Linked DNA regions of Hordeum vulgare: region 1 is linked to region 2. A link is a contact called in public Hi-C data. All regions are on one chromosome and are shown on one strand. Each heading gives the region's core, a stretch centred on a gene start, on an enhancer-like site or on the middle of the called end of the contact. The rest is flanking DNA. Distances are from core to core; before and after follow the strand shown. Region 1 holds the start of LOC123397704 (receptor like protein kinase S.2). Region 2 holds the start of LOC123452403 (F-box protein At1g47056-like).

Region 1 (4,581 bases), core at 1,800-4,299, 460 kb after region 2:
TTACTTCCTTCATAAATTAATATAAAAACATTTAGATTACTAAAATAATAACCTTTAGTTTACAAGAAAAAATCATGTCAAACTTACCGAGACACTTATCAATATTGTGAACTGAGCTATATAGCTACTCTCACCACAAAATCACACGTACAGTATTAGTATCCACACAAAATGCGCCAAAAAAAATTGCATATCAACAAAGAAACATATGACAGCCTCTTCTCAGGATTGTAAATTCTCAGAGTACATTAGCTGCGGTGCATGTTTCAGTGTATGCCAAGAGCCTGCAATCTCCGGACCAAGGACAGAGCCGCCGCGTTCTTCCTCTCCCAGTCCTCCCTGCTCTCCATCGCCCGCTCGAACTTGCTCAGCACCTCGTCGTTGCCGTCCAGAATGCTCACGATTTTCCTCATGGTCGGCCGCGCCGCCGGGTCCGACCGCGTGCACGCGATGCCCAGCTTCGCCAGCCGCACCAGCTCTCGCCGGTCGAACCTGTCGTCCAGCCGCCTGTCCGCGAGCGCCTCCACGTCACGGACGTCCTGCTCCTGGCCGACCTGCACCTTCCTTACGAGGAGCACCTCCGGCGACCTCATGTCCACCGCCATCGCGCCGGTCACGACCTCGAGAACCACCACCCCGAAGCTGTACACGTCGGCCATCGTGGTGGCCTCGCCGGTCTCCATGTACTCCGGCGACATGTACCCGAAGATGCCCCGCGCCGAGCCTGAGCCGGTGGGCAAAACCACGTGGGGGTTATTGTGCTCGTTTCTTGACAGGAACTCGGCGAGCGCGAAGCTGCCCAGCCGCGGGCTCCGGTCCGGGTCCAGGAACACCGCCGCCGATGTGATGTTGCGGTGGATGACCTGCTCGTCCCACTCCTCGTGCAGGTACAGCACGGCGGACGCCAGCGCCCTCACGATGCCGTACCTGTGGCGCCACGAGAGTATCTCAGAATTGCTGTGCCGGACGATGAGGTGGTGGCTCAAGAGGTTCCCCGGGGAGTGGTCGTAGACGACGAGCATCTCGCCATGGTCCGTGCACCACCCGCGCAGCTGCACCAGGTTCCGGTGCCTCAGCTTGGCCAGGTTGCAGAGCTCGTTGGCGAACCGGACGCGCAGCGCCGGGCACGTCTTCATGCCCAGCCGCTTCACGAGGACGTGGACGCGCCCGCCATTGCCGTTGTCCAAGAAGCCCTCGTACCCTGTCCCGAAGTCCAGCTCCGCCACCACCTGCGACTCGGAGAAGTCGTTGGTAATCTCCACGATCTCCTTGTACGATATCTCACGCGGAGTGTCCACAGTTGGAACCGCCACCGCTGGCCGCGGCGACGATCGCTGGCTGTTGCCGCTCTTATTCTCACCCGAGCCGCCGGTGGGCGACCTGCCGTCTTCAGCAGTGAGGTAAATGGTGGTACCAGCCGCTGTGGCGTACATGTGCTTCGTCGACGAGGCAGAGGTGGCTGTGCTGTTCGTGCCGGCGATTGTTGTCGATGTACCGGAGTCAGAGGAGGATGAGGTGAGAGAGATGTACTTTGGGAGTGCTAAGAAGGACGGAAGCGCCGGGAGGTCGCCGGAGCAGCTGCCGGAGATGTTCTCCACCACCCACTTCATGGTAGGACGAGCCCTCGGGTCATGCAGCGAGCAGAGGAGGCCGAGGTGGATGAACCGGCCCATGTCGAACATGGCGCGCGCGCCTTCCGGCAGCTTGCGGTCACCGGCTTTGAGCAGCTTTCCCTCGTCGGACAGCCGGCGTACCCAATCCAGCATGAAGATTTGGTCGTCTGGGTAGGCCAGATCGACCGCCCGACGTCCGGTGGCCACCTCCAATAGCACAATCCCGAAGCTGAAAACGTCGGACTTGGCCGTGGCCCCGCCCCTGCGCTGGAAACTCTCCGGAGGGAGGTACCCGATGGTGCCGCCGATCCTGCTCGTGTCGATCAGCCGGAACTGGTAGTTGGCTGAGGAAGAAAAGGACGACGTCGACCGAACGGATGGCGGCGACGGCAGCAGCTCGAGCTTTTTCGTGGGCGGCGCGTCCTCCACGGTGTGCTCAAGCCAGCGGGCGAGGCCGAAGTCGCCAAGCCGAGCGTTGTACTCGGAATCAAGCATGACGTTGCTGGTCTTGACGTCCCGGTGGATGATCTGCGTGTCGAGCTGCTCGTGCAGGTAGAGCAGCGCGGCGGCGAGGCCGGCCACGATGCGGCGCCGCCGGTCCCAGCCGAGCGCGGGCGCAGCCGAGGCCGGCGCGAAGAGGAGGCGGTCGAGGCTGCGGTTGGGCATGTAGTCGTACACGAGAAGCAGCTCCTCCTCGTCCCGGACGCACCACCCGCGGAGGCGCACGAGGTTGCGGTGCCGCAGCCGGGCAACCGCGGCCAGCTCCGCCAGGAACGACTTCTCGAAGCGGTCGACGCCGACGCTGGCCACGCACTTGACGGCCACCGTGGTGCCATCGCTTGGCAGCATGGCGCGGTACACCCGGCCGAAACCGCCGCTGCCGAGGACCTCTTGGTCACTGAAGCCGCTGGTCCCGATGTAGAGCTCGGAGTAGCTGAACACCCTGGGCCCCGTCGCGCCTCTGATCTTCCTCGCGCCGACCTCGTACACGCCGTCCATGTCCTCGAAGCTCATCTTCGCGGACCGGGAGTCGTGGCAGCCGCAGCGGAGGCAGGAGAGCGCGCGGCCGACCTTGTCGCGGACGTACGAGCTCAGCTTCTCCCCGGGGCGCCGCCGGGCATCGTCGTCGTCGTGGTCGTCAGCCGAGGCCGCGAGGACCTCGTCCCCGTCCATGGGCAGCACGAAGCACAGCCGGCGGAGCGACATGGACGCGTTGGGCGGGAGATGGTACGTGCGTGTCAGGGGGATGTCAGCCGGGCATAATTAATGGTGCCCGCGAGCGTGCGGCGTTTAAAGTTGCCGGTGGAGGTCTTGATCAGTGGGGAATGGAATGGCGAGTGCGCGCGCGCGCGTGGCCACGGAGCGGTGGGGGGCAGGTGGGATAGGATAGGAAAGGTGACACAAGATGACAAGAGGACTTTGGTTTAGGCGCGGCGATAGGTTTAGTGTGGCGTGCGACGGCTAAGCATAAGGAGTTGGCCTAGGTAGCTCGGGTGGTGGCATGCAGCTCATTCATGGTGGGTGGCTCACTCGGTTGACTTGGATGGCAGGTGGGGGGTGCTCGTTGAAAGGGAGAGGCCGCGCGATCGGAGAATGGTTTTCCGGCCACGTATTTTCACATGGGTTTTGGTGGTGCCGGCCGGTGAGGTCACGGGCCGGCCGGGTGGAACACGACGACACACTTCTCCTACCGTCTCCTGTGGTATGATTGTGTCAAGCCGGTGCTCGCTAGGGGTTTGTTTCAACGCTAGCCATTATTTACGATGTCTCCTATGGTACAATAAGCCGGTTCTAGCAATGCGTTTCAACGTTTGTCATTATTTAATTATTAGAGGTTTTTTTCGTCAAGGCGTGGAAATCGCTCAAATTTACATTCCAGCAACATTGTTAAGGAAATCGTTAACTCGTAGCTGCTCGGTTAGCTGGCGTGTAGGTGATTAATAATCTTAAAGAATTAATCGGACGAACTATAAGTTTATTGGCTACTCGGTGACCCTATAAATAGAGATTAATCGACAAGTTAACTGATTAATCGGATGAATTCTTTAACAGGGTCCAACGGTGAGACAAGCCCTAGTCATTGAGCAAAAATTTCATCTGCTTCCATGTTTTTCGGGGAGCTCCTAATTAGCGTTGCAAGTGTCAATTTCCCTAGCTGACGCCCACGCACCATCACCCCGTCGGCTAGACCATATAAGCGAGCGCTTGGTGGGTTTGCTCCATCGATCACCGGTGGGGGGCTCACTTCAGTCAGTTGTTGATTAAATATGAAAGAAAATGAAAAACTCGTAATTAACAAAAAGAATTGTGAATTTAAAATTTTCACAGATTTTAAAAAAGATCATGATTTTTTTTAAAGTTCACCTAATTTGAAAATTTTCATTGAATTTGAAAAACGTTCATCGAATAGGAAAACAATTCAACAAATTTGAAAAAAAAAATTTACCGAATTAGAAAAAGTTCATCAAAGTTGAAAAAAACCATTGATTTTGAAAAAAGTTTGTCCAGTCTTAAAAAAGTTAATCAAACTTGAAAAGGAATTAACCGATTTTGGAAAAGGTTCACAAAATTTTAAAATAGTTCATCAAATTTGGAAAGAGTTCATTGATTTAAAAGAAAAGCCCGTTGGTTTTAAAACACTCATTTTTTTTAAAAGCCAAAATAAAAAGCTTCATGGATTTTATTAAAAGGCACATTAAAGAAAACAAAAAGGAATGATAGAAAAGAAGAAGCAAAAAAACCAAACTGACATACACAATAAAATGTTGGGCTGTAATATAATTACACAAATCGGGTCATGGCCGGATGGTTAGAGCCAAGTGCTCACAACGAAGTGGTTCCACATCGTCATATTTTAGAAAAAGGTTCATTTATTTTCAGAAAAAAATTCTTCAATCTTGAAAAAATTTCGTTGAAATTTAAAAAAGTTTATCCATATTTAAAAAAAATGTAGATTTTTTAGAAAAAA
Region 2 (4,585 bases), core at 1,766-4,265:
TCCAAATCTCCTCTCATAGATGGACATCGCCATGATAGGTCTTCGTGCGCGTAGGAATTTTTTTGTTTCCCATACGACGTTCACCAACAAAGAGGTGCTTTGTGATGGGTTCGATCTTGCGGTGCTCAATCTCAATGATGAAAAGAAACATGACATGCATGTATCATTGTTATCAAGGATAAAACGATGGGGGTCTATTCCTACTTAGATCTTGCCTACATCATGTCATCATTCTTAAGGCAACATTACTGCGTTTCTCCATGAACTCAATACACTAGATGCATGCTCGATAGCGGTCGATGTATGGAGTAATAAAAGTAGATGCAGACATAAGTCGGTTTACTTATCTTGAACGTGATGCCTAAATACATGATCATTGTCTTGAATATCTTCATAACTATTTGCTCTTCTATCAATTGCCCAACAATAATTTGTCCACCCACAATTTGCTATTTTCTCGAGAGAAGCCACTAGTGAAACCTACTCCCCCCGAGTCTACTTCACATCATCTATTTGCAATATACTTTGTTATTTGCGTTTCTACTTTATATTCTCTTTTGTTTTCAAATCTATATTATCAAAACCCCAAAAATACCTCGTTGTGTTCTATTTGCTATTACTCTTATTTGCATCTATCAATCTATCCTTACTTTACCCACGAGGGATTGACAATCCCTCCACGCGTTGGGTTGCGAGGATTTGCTATTTGTGTGCAGGTGCTGCTTACATAGTCTTGTGGATCTTCCTACTAGATTGACGCATTGGTTTCTTAACTGAGGGAAATATTTGTCGTCGTTGTGCTACATCACCCTTTAAGCTTGGAGGGAAACCAACGCATGAGCGAGACTAAGCAGGCACCACCCTTCAAAATGTAATAGATTTGGTAGTAAGATGAACTCCTTGCTCTTGTGCTTCAAAAAGATAGCCTCCTCAACACTTAATCATTCTCTCACAAATTTGGCATGGCTAGAAGAGATTGATTGGGTAGAAAGCAACTTGGGGAGGCTAGAGATCAAGTTTCAAATGGATGGATTGGAATATTTTGATCTCAACACATGAGTAGGTGTGTGTCTCTCTCGGAAAAATAGATATGACAAGTGTATGTGTGTTCTGAATGCTTCCTCTACGAATGAGAGTTGGTGGATGGGTATATATAGGCATCTCCAAAAACCCAACCGTTACAACATTATTGCCCAACTCGGTGAAACCGAAGTGAATCTCGGTGGCATCGATTTGCACAAAAGGTGGCAACTTTCAAATTCTCGGTGAGACCGATAAAGAAATCTTGGTGGTACCGATATGGGTGACCTAGGACAGTTTCCAAATCTCGGTGATACCGATTTCAAGACTCGGAATTTGTGATTCTTGAAAACGACATACCAGAAACTTGGTCACTAGTTTCGGTGACATAGAAAGGAATGTTGGTGGTACCGAGACTCTAGGTTTGGCAAAGAGTCTGTGTGGTGGAAAATCAGTATGGTCGAATGGAAAATCTTGATGGCACCGATTTTGCTATTTAGGCTTCGGAGAGAGAACTTTTGTGGGAGAATGACTGAGTATTTTTGGTGGCTATATCTAAGCACTTGAGCAACCAATTCATCATAGATACCTCACCCCTTTTAATAGTATTGACTTTCTATGGACTCAAACGCGAATTCTCACAAATATAAAATGCGGAGTCTTATAGCTTGAAGCTTGGACAATCATATTCCGTTCCTTGTATCGAGGGGTTCAGCTCACAATCCTTAACCAATGCATCTTTGAACTTTTCTCAAATATACTTGGATAAGATCATTAGTTCAATGATTCTTATGTTGTGATTAATTATCACAACCACCTTAAGGAGAAGTTGTGCTTTCACATGTCCGCATCAACCCGGACCTGGCGAAAGCCTGAATTCTCGACAGGTTCATCACCATCGCGGAGACGGCCGCACGATGTCGTTGCCGCCTCGGCGTGGAGGTCATCAAGATTGGCTAGGAATGGTCGCTTTACGACACCTCCGCCGGTGCCGGTAGGGGCAAGGCCGCCGCCAGGGCATCACGAGCGCCGTCGGTAGTTGTTGCGGCGCCATCCACAACACGCAGAAGGAAGCGGGTCTACGCCTATGCGAGCGCCACACTACGACCGGACAAGGCTGGCACGGCGGCCCCTCGCCCTTTCTTTGCTCGAGAGACGGTGACAGCGATGACAAGAACAACGACGACAGCGACGACACGAACAACGACGACAATACGATCGAGCAGGGCTGCCAATTAGATGGGGGCGACGGTGTTTCCGTGTGAGGGTTCGCAGACTGGTCTTCGCAGATCGTCGAGGATCAGCAATGGAGGTGTCCTTACCATTTTTTTCCTAGAAGACTAGAAGTATATACTGTCTATACCTTATATATATATTAATAAAGGAAATAAGTATTTTTAGTCCTCATGCTATTTTATAGAAAACCCTCCGATGTTTTTAACATTAAACCCGTAGTATATATATATATTTTTTAAATACTCATATCTTGTAAACGGTAACTTCAAATTTAACATATTATATATAGAATCTGATTAAAAAAATATGTAAAATTTAAATATGATGCTATTTTATCTGTTAAACATTTAACAAAAATACTATCTAGGATGCAATCTTAATAAATAAATTATTATTCGTCTTTCTTTCATACCAGTACTCAGCCGGATTGGGGATAAACACGTCAACAAAATCAGAATCAGAGATGAAAGTGAAGGTCACTTGTCTGGTTCTTTGTACGTATTAAATCTACATGCAAGCCGTGTTAAAATAGAAGACCTATAAAATTTTGAACTGTATTTTTATAAAATAAAATCATCTTTATTTGTGCCGTAACTACAAATTCTCAGATTATAAACTATTTTTATAAATTAAAAACGTATGGTATTTTTTTATCCGGACCACCTATCAAAGTCATCGAGAATGCGAAAGAAAAGAAAAACCGTGTACCCAGGACGGAGCACTTAACCGGATTTAATCACCCTCGCGTCCGTAGCATCCCTTCCTCCATTCCTTCCTTTCCCCAATCCCCCACCCGACCCCAACTCCTCCCTCCGTTCCTTCCGCCTCCCCCGTAGATCCGCCACCACCGCCCCCTTCCCCCATGGGCCAGTGCCCCTCCGCCCCCCGCTACCACCACCACCGCAAGCCTCCTCCTCCTCCGCCGTCCCCCACCGCGCAGGCAGCGTCGCCTCGTTTCTGCAGCGCCGCGGCTGCCGAGGACGCGGCGGAGGCGGCGGAGGCTGACTACACTTCCGACCTCCCCGAGGAGCTCCTCGCCGTCGTTTTCGGGCTCCTCGGCTCGGGCGACCGCAAGCGCTGCTCCCTGGTTTGCCGACGCTGGCTCGCCACCGAGGCCTCCTCGCGCCTGCGCCTCGCCCTTGACGCGCGGGCGCCGCTCCTCGCCGCTGCCCCGGCCATCCTCGCGCGCTTCTCCGCTGTATCCAAGCTCGCGCTCAAGTGCGACCGCCGCGCGGAGAGCGTCGGCGATCCCACGCTCGCGCTCGTCGCGCATCGTCTCGGCCCGGGTCTTCGCCGCCTCAAGCTCCGCTCGGTCCGTGCTGTCACCGACCACGGCGTCGCCGCCCTCGCCGCCGCGGCTGTAAACCTCCGCAAGCTCTCAGTTGGGTCATGCACCTTCGGCGCCAAGGGGATCGAGGCAGTTCTCCGGTCCTGCCCCCAACTCGAGGAGCTCTCTGTCAAGCGTCTGCGAGGCCTAGCTGACTCAGAGCCCATCACCGTTTCCAGCCCTCGTCTCCAGTCTCTGGCCCTCAAAGAGCTTTACAACGGGCAGTGCTTCTCCTGTTTAATCACGCACTCCCCCAACCTCAAAACCCTCAAGATCATCCGCTGCTCCGGTGATTGGGACCCTGTTCTCCAGGCGATCCCACAGGGTGCCTTGCTAGCCGAGCTTCATCTTGAGAAGCTGCAGGTCAGCGACCTTGGTGTGGCGGCGCTATGTGGGCTAGAGGTCCTGTACCTTGCCAAAGCGCCGGAGGTCACAGATATTGGGTTGGCAGCACTTGCCACCAAGTCACCACGTCTACGCAAGCTGCATGTTGATGGATGGAAGGCGAATAGGATTGGCGACCGTGGGCTTGCAACTGTGGCCCAGAAATGTGCTGCTTTGCAGGAATTGGTTCTCATTGGTGTGAATTTGACATCGGCCAGTCTTGAGTTGATTGCTGCCAACTGCCCCACTCTTGAGCGGCTTGCGCTTTGTGGGTCTGACACATTTGGGGATGCAGAGATCTCCTGCGTGGCGACTAAGTGTGCTTCTCTGCGGAAGCTGTGCATCAAGGCATGCCCTGTGTCTGATGCTGGAATGGACAAGCTTGCAGCAGGCTGCCCACGCCTTGTCAAGGTGAAGGTGAAGAAGTGCCGCAGGGTGACGTTTGAGTGTGCTGAGCGCCTTCGTGCTAGTCGGCACGGCGCCCTTGCTGTGAATTTTGACACGCCAGGTGGTGCGGGCGAATTGCAAGATGCTAGTGTGGACGAGAGTGGTGTACTGGAGAATGCAGGAAGTGATGTGGTACAAGATGATTTTGATGATCAGATAGGGGTTCCTGAT

Evidence for each region. A called contact is a pair of places that touch in the nucleus more often than the background predicts.
Region 1: a contact with region 2 is called in a Hi-C map of seedling, with 4 times the contacts expected there. The contact joins the promoter of LOC123397704 here to the promoter of LOC123452403 in region 2. A contact is called at or near these places in 2 of 6 Hi-C or Micro-C datasets (leaf and seedling) and 1 of 1 datasets of contacts at active chromatin or transcription factors (embryo).

The regions. Positions count from the first base shown.
Region 1 is chr5H:349,939,004-349,943,584 of MorexV3_pseudomolecules_assembly, forward strand. LOC123397704 (receptor like protein kinase S.2) reads right to left here and starts at 3,050. Exons shown (of 1, transcript XM_045092240.1): 1 at 17-3,050. The coding sequence starts at 2,819. The coding sequence ends at 267.
Region 2 is chr5H:349,480,808-349,485,392 of MorexV3_pseudomolecules_assembly, forward strand. It overlaps LOC123452403 (F-box protein At1g47056-like), which reads left to right and starts at 3,016. Exons shown (of 1, transcript XM_045129050.1): 1 at 3,016-4,585. The coding sequence starts at 3,119.